Linked DNA regions of Mus musculus: region 2 is linked to region 1. The links are chromatin contacts, called in public Hi-C maps. All regions are on one chromosome and are shown on one strand. Each heading gives the region's core, a stretch centred on a gene start, on an enhancer-like site or on the middle of the called end of the contact. The rest is flanking DNA. Distances are from core to core; before and after follow the strand shown. Region 1 overlaps Metap1d (methionyl aminopeptidase type 1D (mitochondrial)). Region 2 overlaps Itga6 (integrin alpha 6).

Region 1 (5,157 bases), core at 1,874-4,373:
AAATGCTTTAATACAATTTAAAAATATTCTTATCAAAGCTGTACCTTTGCTGGAAGTCCCCACATCTTCTGTTATTAGGTATTTTAACCCAAAATGACTAACACTTTAAGTAGTATTTTACATGACAGCTGTATTTATGAATAGTCTTTAAAAATTTTTTAAAAAAAATTAAAGGACTTTCTTACTATCTCATTTTTTTTAAACTCATGATGTTTTTGTATGGCCATTCTCTAAAATTGAATTCCATGTGTGATTTCTGTGAAATTGCCCTTTCTGGTTTCTATTTGTGTGCTTTAGTATAAAATTGTCCTATCACCCTCCTCTTGAGCCGAGGTGTGTGAGGTAACGGGAATGTTCCTCTGGACTACAGAGAGCTGAAAGCTGCCAGATGTTCTGGCTGGCTCGGAAGTGTGTGCTCCCTGGGTCCCAGGCCTGTGTGCAATGCTCCTACGCTACTCTGACAGCACATTTGCTTTGGTTCCTTTTTCCACTCTGGTCAGAGCCCCTCTCTCTCTCTCTCTCTCTCTCTCTCTCTCTCTCACTCAGCTGTATTTAAATGATACTACGGCATCCAGAAAATCTGGCAAAGAAAATGATATTTTGATGACATTTTTCACAGGGCTTAACTGGAATGAATTATTACATTTTAACAAGGCTCCAATAAACAGCCCCTTTATTCCTCCCTAGAAGGGTACAGTATTTCTTTGTCCAAGAAGTGGCCTGAGTGTACGTATTGTTGAACTGCGAAAAAGCTTCTTTTCTCTAAACTTCAGCTGAGAGACAATGGCTTTGCTCGGCATACACTATTTCCTTGTAACTCGGTATTTTCTGATCTGTAGTCTATATAAGATGAGCTGAGATTTCAACTTGAAGTAAATATTTTTTATCTTTTCATTGCATGCAGTGTTGTATTTCCCTATAGAAATGGATCATTTCTAAGTCACTTCCCCTGATCTGCCAAATGATAGACATCTAGTTTTTGCCAAAATCTTTGGCATTCTTCCCTTAGCTGTGGTTAAGCTAGCCTAAAAGTTACACACAGACACACACACACACACACAGACACACACACACACACCCCATAGCCCACCAACACGGGTCTCCATTAGTAAGTACAAGTGTTTATTGATCTGTATGTGTAGTATAGGTGGAGGGTGTGTCTGTTTCCCTAGAGTAGGAAGGTGCTTGTTGTTGAAGTAAAGATCCTTAGGTCCTGGTGGCAGCTACTAGTGAATAATCCTATTATCAAATTGATTTTTTTATGCTTATGGTATTTTGTTTGCTTGTCTATCTGTGTACTATGTGAGTACCTGATGCACAGGGAAGCCAGAAGAGGGTGTCAGATAGCCTGAGACTGGAGCTACAGACAGCTGTGAATCACCGTGTTGTTGCTGGGAATTGAACCCAGGTCCTCAGGAAGAGCAGCCAGTGCTCTTAACCATTGAGCAATCACTCCATCCTCAAATTTGATTTTTCTAAAGAAGCAAATTGAAGCCTTTTCCTGAATTGTTTCTGAGCTGGTCAGTGGTGTTATGCTATGTCAGTTGCTGCTCATACAGTTTTTAAAAGGAGGGAGGATGTCGCACCGAGCTAACTTCTGAGGGAGCCTTGCACAGAGTCCTGTTTGCTTTGACCTGGGAACCATTCTTGATCGTTATTATTGAACTTGGGTGCCCAGGCACCCAAGCCATCCTTTCCTCAGAAATGTTCTACATGCGACTGATTTTTTAGTTTGTCTTCTCTAGAGCCAGGGCTCCCGGGCCTGGGTGATGGCGCTGACCTCCATAGACTATTGCCTGTCTTGCCTTCATCAGGCCACTCATTGTATCAGTAATGGCAGCCAACCCTATTTTATTGTTCAGACAACTTGTCCTCACAGACGTGGTCACCTTCGAATATAAGCAGCCAGGATAAAAGTAAGTCTTTCCAATTCTGTCACTCGAAAGTTGGCATATGTCCTTTCCGTCCTATGGGATCTTCATGACTGTAGTCAATAGTTTTATCTACAAATAACTGCAAGGATGGGCCTGTGGGATGTCAGGTAGAATCCTTATTTCCTACAAGTCCTTGTAGCAGTCTCTGTTACACTCAACTCTGTGCTTTCTTTTGGACATTAGGAAAATGAGCTGTTTCTCCCCACACCTGCATACCAACTGGGCCCGTGCCCTCTTTAGAAATGTTTAACAAACACTGTAGCTTTACCATTTAGAGACCGATTCCAAGTGCTGTTAATTAGCTGCCCCCCCCCCCCGCCCCCATGATCCTTCTAGGTTTGTGAAACAGACCGCTCTTCTCTCCACAAGGGCATCTTAGCTTGAGATGCAGGAAGCGGCGGTGGATGGTGTCCATATCCATGACTTCCTGAAGTGGAGAAAAAGTGTGGACGGCATCTGGGGAAGGGGTTTCTTTACCAGCTTGTTTCCTGTAAGTTCAATTGGAAGACCTTGTCTGTGCAAATAGATTTCAAAATAGAGCCTGCCCTTTGACTGTCTCCATAATTACATGGCTCGCTCTGTATTTTATTTGGCAGCCAGAGCAGTTAACCCCTGGAAGGAGGGGGCTGATGGCATGCCCAGCTCGCCTTCCAGACATGTCCATGGGAGTGAATAAGCCACTGTTTGGCAAGGCCCAGAGCTAAAAGCACACTAAAACCGTTCCTAGCTGAGCTGAAACTCTCTGAGAACAGATTTAATCATGTTTATTATGACTGATTAAAAAACTTAACTTTGTCTTCAATGTGTGGCTTGTAGAAAGGTACTAATTGTTTTTAAAAATTGGGAGCCGGGAGAGTTCCTTAGTACTTTGATGTAAGCAGCATCTGTCAACAGGATGAATTTGCTTTTGTTTAGTTCCAAGAGCCCTTGTCCTTCAGCTTTGCCCAATCAGTATCTGCATCAGCCTGGGGCAATCCCTCAATGTTCGTGTATGTGTTTTCCCTTCAACAAATGCACAGGTTATTTCTTGTGAAATATGAGCTTCTCCTCTGCTTTATAGTTGCCTTGAAATGGGAAGGAACCCACCATTTTCCCTCACTTCCCTTTCAAACCAGTACATCCTAGTCCTAGATTGCAAAAGCATCGTAGTGAGTGACTCACGCTGTTTAATTTCTCTTTGGCAACATTTGTACGCGTTATGAAACCTTTCAAGCAGACAGTCGATGTTTTAGGTCAAGAGACTGGAGACGGAGGCCTCTGCAGTGTTCTCTTGGACTTCACGCACATGATGCTCTGTGGGGGCTCCGGCTCCTGCTTGGAGTAATTGGTTGGAGTTCATGAAAGTGCGATCTTTCTGTGGTTCTAAATCCACACTTCAATACGTATTCCTAGGGTAGGGTCTTTGCTAAGCCCACTGGAGGAAGCAACATTTTTGAACATTAAAAACCAAACCCTGTCCGATTACAGACACAAAGTAAGTTGCCTTAAAAAAAAAAAGTTGAAGTTAATGTATTATTTAAACAAATCATTTGGTTAAAATTAAAATTATCAATGGGTGGAAGAGCCACAGTTGAAAATGGATTAGTAAAACATTGTTGTTTTCTGTCTTGGTAATCATAAATCATTTAAATGTGGCAGACAGTCCTCCCTTCATCCAAAATAATTGCCTCCATTTGTAAAATCAATTAGATGTTAATATGCTATAAATAATAGTTTTGTTGCTAGACTTTGGCATTTGCTGATCATTATGAAGAAATATGTTCAACGAGATATTTTACAGGGTGTCTTTTCAATTCTATATTACTGCTGATTGACATTGTTAGCTAATGTAAAGTCATACCAGCCTACCTTATTGTGTTGTTTTCTACCCAGATGTTTGATCCTTCTGAAGGAAGCCCAAATGAGGACTGATGGCCTGCTGCTGCTGGGTGAAAGCCTGTTCTAGGAGTGTATAATGAGAAATGTAGGTGTCGGTAGCCACACTAGAGTACAATCGTACTTTGTTCAGTTTTACAAGTGCTTAAAATAATAAGCACTTTAGAGGTCCCTTTGAAAGTTCACTCAGACTTCCCCTTAAAAATACTTGTTGACCAAAACTCACATTTTCAAGGGTAAAATCAGCTTAATAAAGGGTCATTAGAAAAGATACACATAAAACCCCAGGGCACAGTGGGTGAAATGGAAGCACTTCATTATGTGGTATAGAATGCATGAGCAGATAACAATTAAAATGGACCCTGGGTAAAAGGCCAATGAATACAGGGCAGACTGTGTGCAGCGACATCAGGCGTGGAAGACACAGCCCTCCTCCAGCATGCTGAGTTCTGAAGCTCCACCTTCCAGACCCAATCTATAAAAGGAATTAAAAGGCGAAGTTTAGAAATTGATGTTACCATCAAATATGAAAATACTTAAGCACATACCTAGATTTATATCCCACATGTAAGTTTACAATACGAAGCATGCACAATGGAATCCAGAGGACACAGAGCAATTTCAGGAGACACTGAGCCCGCACAGTGTACAACTCTAATTACCACAGGGGCAAGTGGGCCTAGGTGGTGTTTAGGACGTACCAGTGGGAGCCATCAAAAGCCTCAGACCAGGGGACCCCGAGCAGCAAGGAGTTGCTTGTTGCTAACTTGATCAGGGTGTTGTTACTGCTGATTACCCAGCAGAAAAGCTGTAGGGTTTCCTGCATAGGCAGTAAACCCACACATTGTTATAGACAGTAGAATATTCACTGTTATTGAGGGTGATCATAAAAATGACTTTCAGTGTCACAAAAATTCTATCAGAGTCGAAGCTGTACTCTGAGACTTATAGGCAACTGCTTCTTGCCTGTTAATACAAGCATTCTTGCCCAAAGTGCCATCTTCCATCTCCATCATAATCAAGTCAGTAATAGTTTAAATATTCAAAATTCAGAATTCAAAAATTCTAAGTGCAAAAAGCCAAGCATGGTGGTGCACCCCTTAATCCCAGCACAGGCAGATGTCCCTGAGTTCGAGGCCAGCCTGGTCTACAGAGTGAGCTCCAGGACAGCTAGGACTTCATAGAGAAACCCTGTCTGGGAAACAGAAAAACAAAACACACACACAAAAATTAGAATATAGTAAGCATAGCTCATGATCCCCTCCCTGGCTACCTTGTTCAGGGTGACATCATTATTTTCTCGGGTACCAGGACTTAAACTTATCTATTTCATCTGTGAAAACACTTT
Region 2 (5,157 bases), core at 1,767-4,266, 340 kb after region 1:
CTTTTCATATGGGTTCTGGAGATCCTAACTTCTGTCCTCAGGATTATACAGGACAGAGCCATCTCCACCGCCCTGGTACTGAGATGACAGGAAGGTCACTATGCCTGGCTTTAAAAAAGTCAATAGTCTGGAGATTTAAATGGTGTTTCCTCATTTTCTTGGCACTTTACAACCTGAACCATTTACCAACCTCTTGTTGCATTAATTTTTTAAAGATTTATTTATTTTATGTATATGAGTACACTGTCACTGTCTTCAGACACACTAGAAGGTATCGGATCCCATTACAGATGGTTGTGAGCTACCATGTGGTTGCTGGGAATTGAACTCGAGACCTTTGGAAGAGCAGTCAGTGCTCTTAACCGCTGAGCCATCTCTCCAGCCCCCTTGTTACATGTTTTTTGATGATAAGCAAACACACACCTTCTTCACCTGGATGCTTTTTACCTGCATTTGTAATGAATTCAAGAAATAAGAGTAGACTGGATTCTTGTAAAGGGAGAAGAAATGAGAAAACATTTCCCCCCTCAAACCATTGTTTGACGATAAGTGTCAGATCTCACCGGTGTGCTCCATCCAACAACTGCCTTTATAGAGCGGGGTTATGAGCTTTCCTCTAGCCTTAATGCAACATCTGTTGCTATGTGCGTCTCCTTTATAGTATGTACCCATTCCATTACCTGCGTGTTTATTGCAGCCTGTGATAGGTGGGCCTCTTCACTTGGAAGAACTCTTTCATTATACTTCCACAGTAATAACTTTACAGTGAAATAAAACAGAATTTCCACAAAGCTGAAGAAGTATAATACATTCAGCATCATATCCCAGTATCCCAAGAGTGAGCTTATTGTGGGGCCACGATATTTTAGCTTGACAGCCCTCTTCGTGCGATGTTGCATGCACAGATATTTATAATTGAGCCTTAATGAGTTTTCTTGGCTTGTTCCTCAGGAGGTCAGCACAGGTGACCTACAAGGATTTTAAGATGATGTGAGTTGTCTGGAGGTTACAGAGGTCAGCGAGGGTTTGGTAGCTAAACGGTTTTAATGTACCCATGCCCTCCTCTACTTCTGCCCTGAGGGGCACTCAGCCTGGGAGCCTTCATTTGGTTCATCGGGAAGTTAGCAGGTCACTGATAAGTGGATGGTGTCAGGGCTGCAGAAGGCCAAAAATGAGGGGCATTCCATTTGGCAGTCGTGACATTTAAGAATATCTCAGATGGACAGAGAAATTGCTATTGAAACTGCCAGTGCTTCTAAATTTTGGTCTTACCTATGTGAATAGGATTTCAGTGCAGAGATTGCATCACACTGTGTGCACATGCATACGTGTCACGCCCTGCGTAGGGTGGCATGGGGCCAGGTACTCCATTCCACTCATCTGTCCTGTGGATGATATTTTTATCAAGTGTGGCAGTTGGTGAACAAGGGTGATGCAGTCTTTGTCCTTAGTTCCTCCACACTCTGCAGGACAGTAAGTCCCAGTGTATAGCCTCAGAGGTAGAATTTTCTCAGTGGCTCAGGAGGAGCCAGGACAGGCTTTTGGGTTAAAGTCTGGGTCAAGATCTGAAGAGTAATGGATTAGGGTTTAGTTTGGAGTTGGGGAGGATAGAGAGGAGGAGGAGGAGAGGGGCCAGTGCAGAAGGGGAAGGGCGGTGAGACCTGGCCTCTAAGCCTCTGTATAAAGCAGCCAGCTTTTGTGTGCCAGGTAGAGACTTGGAGCTGTTGATGATGCTGCCCTTTGCTGTAGGGTTCAGAATTTCCGTTCTTACTTTTTGGTTTTTCAAGACAGGGTTTCTCTGTGTTGTAGCCCTGGCTGTCCTGAAACTTACTTTGTAGACCAGGCTGGCCTGGAATTCAGAAATCCACCTGCCTCTGCCTCCCAAGTGCTGGGATTAAAGGCATGCACCACCATGCCCGGCTGCCCTTTCTTAATTTATAAAGAGGACATTAAAACGCACAGTCTCATGGCCAGAAGTATAAATGGCTTGGTTAGTACAATGCTTGCCTAGTATGCACAAAGTCCTGGTCTAATCCCGGCGCTGTGTAAGTAAGTATAAAGCACTGGTTCCATTCTAGCACTGTATGAAGCAGGTGTGATGGTGCATGCTTGTAACTCCAGCACTCGGGACGTGCAGGAAGGAGGAGCAGTTCCAGGCAGCCAGGGCCACGTGAAATTTGTCTCAAACAAACAACAAACACTCAAAAGACATTTCCTTCCCCCTCGCATGAATGGTAGACTATAAGCTTTCTCCATTTTCTTGAGTTTTTCTTGGAGGCTGACTTCTCCTCCCTGTGTACACTCCTGTGCTTTCTTTCCTCTGATGGGTTTAGCAAGTGCTTAATGAATGCAAGTGATTGAAGTATTGGCCCATGAGAAGCATAGTTAGTAGCCCCATCCAGTGACCCAGTGAAGAATGCATTCCAGAGTCCAGAAGTGAGCTCCTGACAGTCCCGATCCTGGCCTGCCTCCACGGAGCAGCTGGCCACCTCTGCTGCAGGCTGGAGACTTGTGTATAAAAGCTGTGTGAGGCTAAACAACTGGCTTCCGGCTACTGAACACATGTCAGCCAGATCTGTCTGTCATCTACCATTCTATCTATTATCTATCTATCTTTTTAATCTGTTTTTTTCAGACAGACTCACACTGTAACTGAAGGTAGCTTTGAGTTCATGGCAGTCCTGTAAAAGAACGCACCCCTTGTTCCCAAGAACTGAGATTACAGGTGTCTCTTCCTGCTCTCAGTGACTTCTATCTTTAATATATGTGTCTCCTTTGATTACCAGTGCTATAATGCAAATACCAGTTCTGCTGTAGGAGCCTGCTTTCTCAGACAACTTTTCAAATAGCAAGGACTCTCCCCCGCCAAGGTCATGACGCATAGGCTGAAAGAGTCCCGGGGCAGGAACATTGGGGATTTCCAGTTATCTTTAGTATTCTTTGAGTTTCAGATATTCAGCCAGAAACTGATGGGTTCCTAGCTGCTGCAGAAGGTTCTAGCTTGTTCTCGAGCGCCCCCAGGTGGTCCAGTGAGAATTTAAAACACTAACAGCACTGGGAAGAACAATTGGATTAAAAACCCCTCTGGTCACCAGAAGGCCCCCTTCCAGGAGATTCTGAGAGGCGAAGGTTCTGGGGCAAGTGCTGTAAAAGAACTCATCTTCTTTGTAGTTCAGGGGGTGTGAAGATGCACTTTAAGTTAACGTGATTTTGTTCATTCCAACCTAGCAATTTTGGGTATTCTCGAAGCTGAAAAAGAAAGAAGAAAGTCAGGGTTGTCATCGAGAGTTCAGTTTCGAAACCAAGGTTCCGAGCCAAAGTATACTCAGGAGCTGACCCTGAATCGGCAGAAGCAGCGGGCGTGCATGGAGGAGACCCTCTGGCTGCAGGTGAGTGTGTGCCAGGGTCGTCTCCACAGGACTCCGGTGTTCTGTGAGACGCTTAGTTTCTGAACAGCACCGTTCATCTCTGCTCTGCCATCGTTTCGGAGGTCCGTTGGCATTTGGGCACACTGACTGTGTCCCTGCCCCCTTTGCAGGAGAACATCAGAGACAAGCTGCGTCCCATCCCCATCACGGCTTCTGTGGAGATCCAGGAGCCCAGCTCTCGCCGGCGGGTGAACTCACTCCCCGAAGTTCTTCCCATCCTGAATTCAAATGAAGCCAAAACGGTCCAGACAGATGTAAGCTGCTTGGCTTCTCTTTTGCCAGTGTTGGATTTTTTTTTTTACAGGCCACTTCCTGTGGCCACATATGGTGACCTTGTGTATGCTTTTAATCCCAGCACTCGGAGGCAGGGGCAGGAGATCTCTGAGTTCACGGTCAGTGTGATTTCCACAGCAAATTCCAGCTCAATCAGGGTTCCAGATCCTGTCTAAGAAAAAAATAATCAACAGAAATACCACTTATTTCTATATTCATAATTGGCCTCTGAGAAGGTGTTTCTCAAGGTAGCAGTGAAGATAACAACCTAAGATGAAATTTAGGGACCAGAGTTTTATTTTCTTCCTTGTTTTCTTCATTGTTTTTAGCCCCTGGTCCTTACTGAGATTATAGCTAGCCAAACCTTCATTCTCCTGTAGTTGACATACTTTATTTTACCACCGAGAACAACACAGTATGATAAATATATATTATTAAAACCAAAGAATAGCAAAACTTAGCAAAGCAAGGAAAAATTCACAATGAAATACTAAAGTGTCTAATGCAGCTCGGGTCATTGTGGGAAGCAAATGTGCATTCTGTGGCCTGCTGGGCATGGCGTAGGATATGGGATCTGTGTGTTAGGACAGAGCGGAAATGAGCCTAGGAAAGTATGACATCTTGATCTGGCATTATTATTGTTATAATTATTGTTGTTATTATTATCTTTTTGTTTTGCTTTTGAGACAGGTTTTCTCTGCATAGCCCTGGCTGTCCTAGAACTTGCCCTGTAGACCAGGTTGGCCTCCAACTCAGAGACCCACCTTCCTCTTCCTCCCCCTGAGTGCTAGATTAAAGGTGTGCGCCCCCACAGCCTGGCTATTATTATTATTATCATCTTGATTACTGTTTTGGTGCTGGAAATTATTCCCAGGGCCTCCCAGGCACTTACCACGTGCTTTGCTCTGACACTGCACATTAGCTGTCAAAATCCAATCAGTGGATAGAGATATGGCTGAGTCGGCAGAGTGCTTTCCTAGTGTGTACAAAACCTTGACTTCAGTCCCCAGCACCATGTAACAATGGCAAGTGCTCCACGCCTGTAGTGCTGACACTTGGGAGGTCGAGACAGGAGCATCTGACAGGCAAGGCCATCTTTGACTATATAGCAACTTTGAGACCTAACTCACACCCCATCTTCATAAAAACTCAAAACAACAACCACCACCACACACACACACACACACACACACACACAATCCAGCTGTTGCTGAATTACCCCTGGCTGTCCTGGAACTTACTTTGTAGACCAGGCTGGCCTCAAACTCAGAAATCTACCTGTCTCTGCCTCCCAAATGCTGGGATTAAAGGCATGTGCCACCACCACCTGGCTATTACTAATTCTTGTGTACATTCCTAGCTCCTGAGCCAAGTTAAACATAACAGGAAAGGAGACCTTGTTCCTAATTGTATTTTCCTCATCTGTACAATGGGCACAGAATGATAGTCCCTCAGA

The links. A called contact is a pair of places that touch in the nucleus more often than the background predicts.
Region 2: a Hi-C map of bone marrow-derived macrophages shows a contact between it and region 1, with 19 read pairs. The contact joins two enhancer-like sites. A contact is called at or near these places in 3 of 39 promoter capture datasets (cranial neural crest, maxillary cranial neural crest and second pharyngeal arch cranial neural crest), 2 of 484 Hi-C or Micro-C datasets (bone marrow-derived macrophages and nephron progenitors) and 5 of 9 other capture datasets (adipose tissue, embryonic stem cells, embryonic tail and 2 more).

The regions. Positions count from the first base shown.
Region 1 is chr2:71,496,973-71,502,129 of GRCm38.p6, forward strand. The region is part of intron 1 of Metap1d (methionyl aminopeptidase type 1D (mitochondrial)); the gene reads left to right. Among named protein-coding and RNA genes, the nearest start is that of Dlx1, 30 kb to the right of the region's middle. Within about 2 kb of position 3,124, at least 60 of the 459 cell types and tissues checked have an H3K27ac peak or open chromatin away from gene starts, as enhancers often do. A contact at or near this core is called in bone marrow-derived macrophages, where this site is marked.
Region 2 is chr2:71,835,040-71,840,196 of GRCm38.p6, forward strand. Itga6 (integrin alpha 6) reads left to right here. Exons shown (of 26, transcript NM_008397.4): 12 at 3,229-3,389; 13 at 3,539-3,682. Among named protein-coding and RNA genes, the nearest start is that of Pdk1, 36 kb to the right of the region's middle. Within about 2 kb of position 3,017, at least 20 of the 459 cell types and tissues checked have an H3K27ac peak or open chromatin away from gene starts, as enhancers often do. A contact at or near this core is called in bone marrow-derived macrophages, where this site is marked.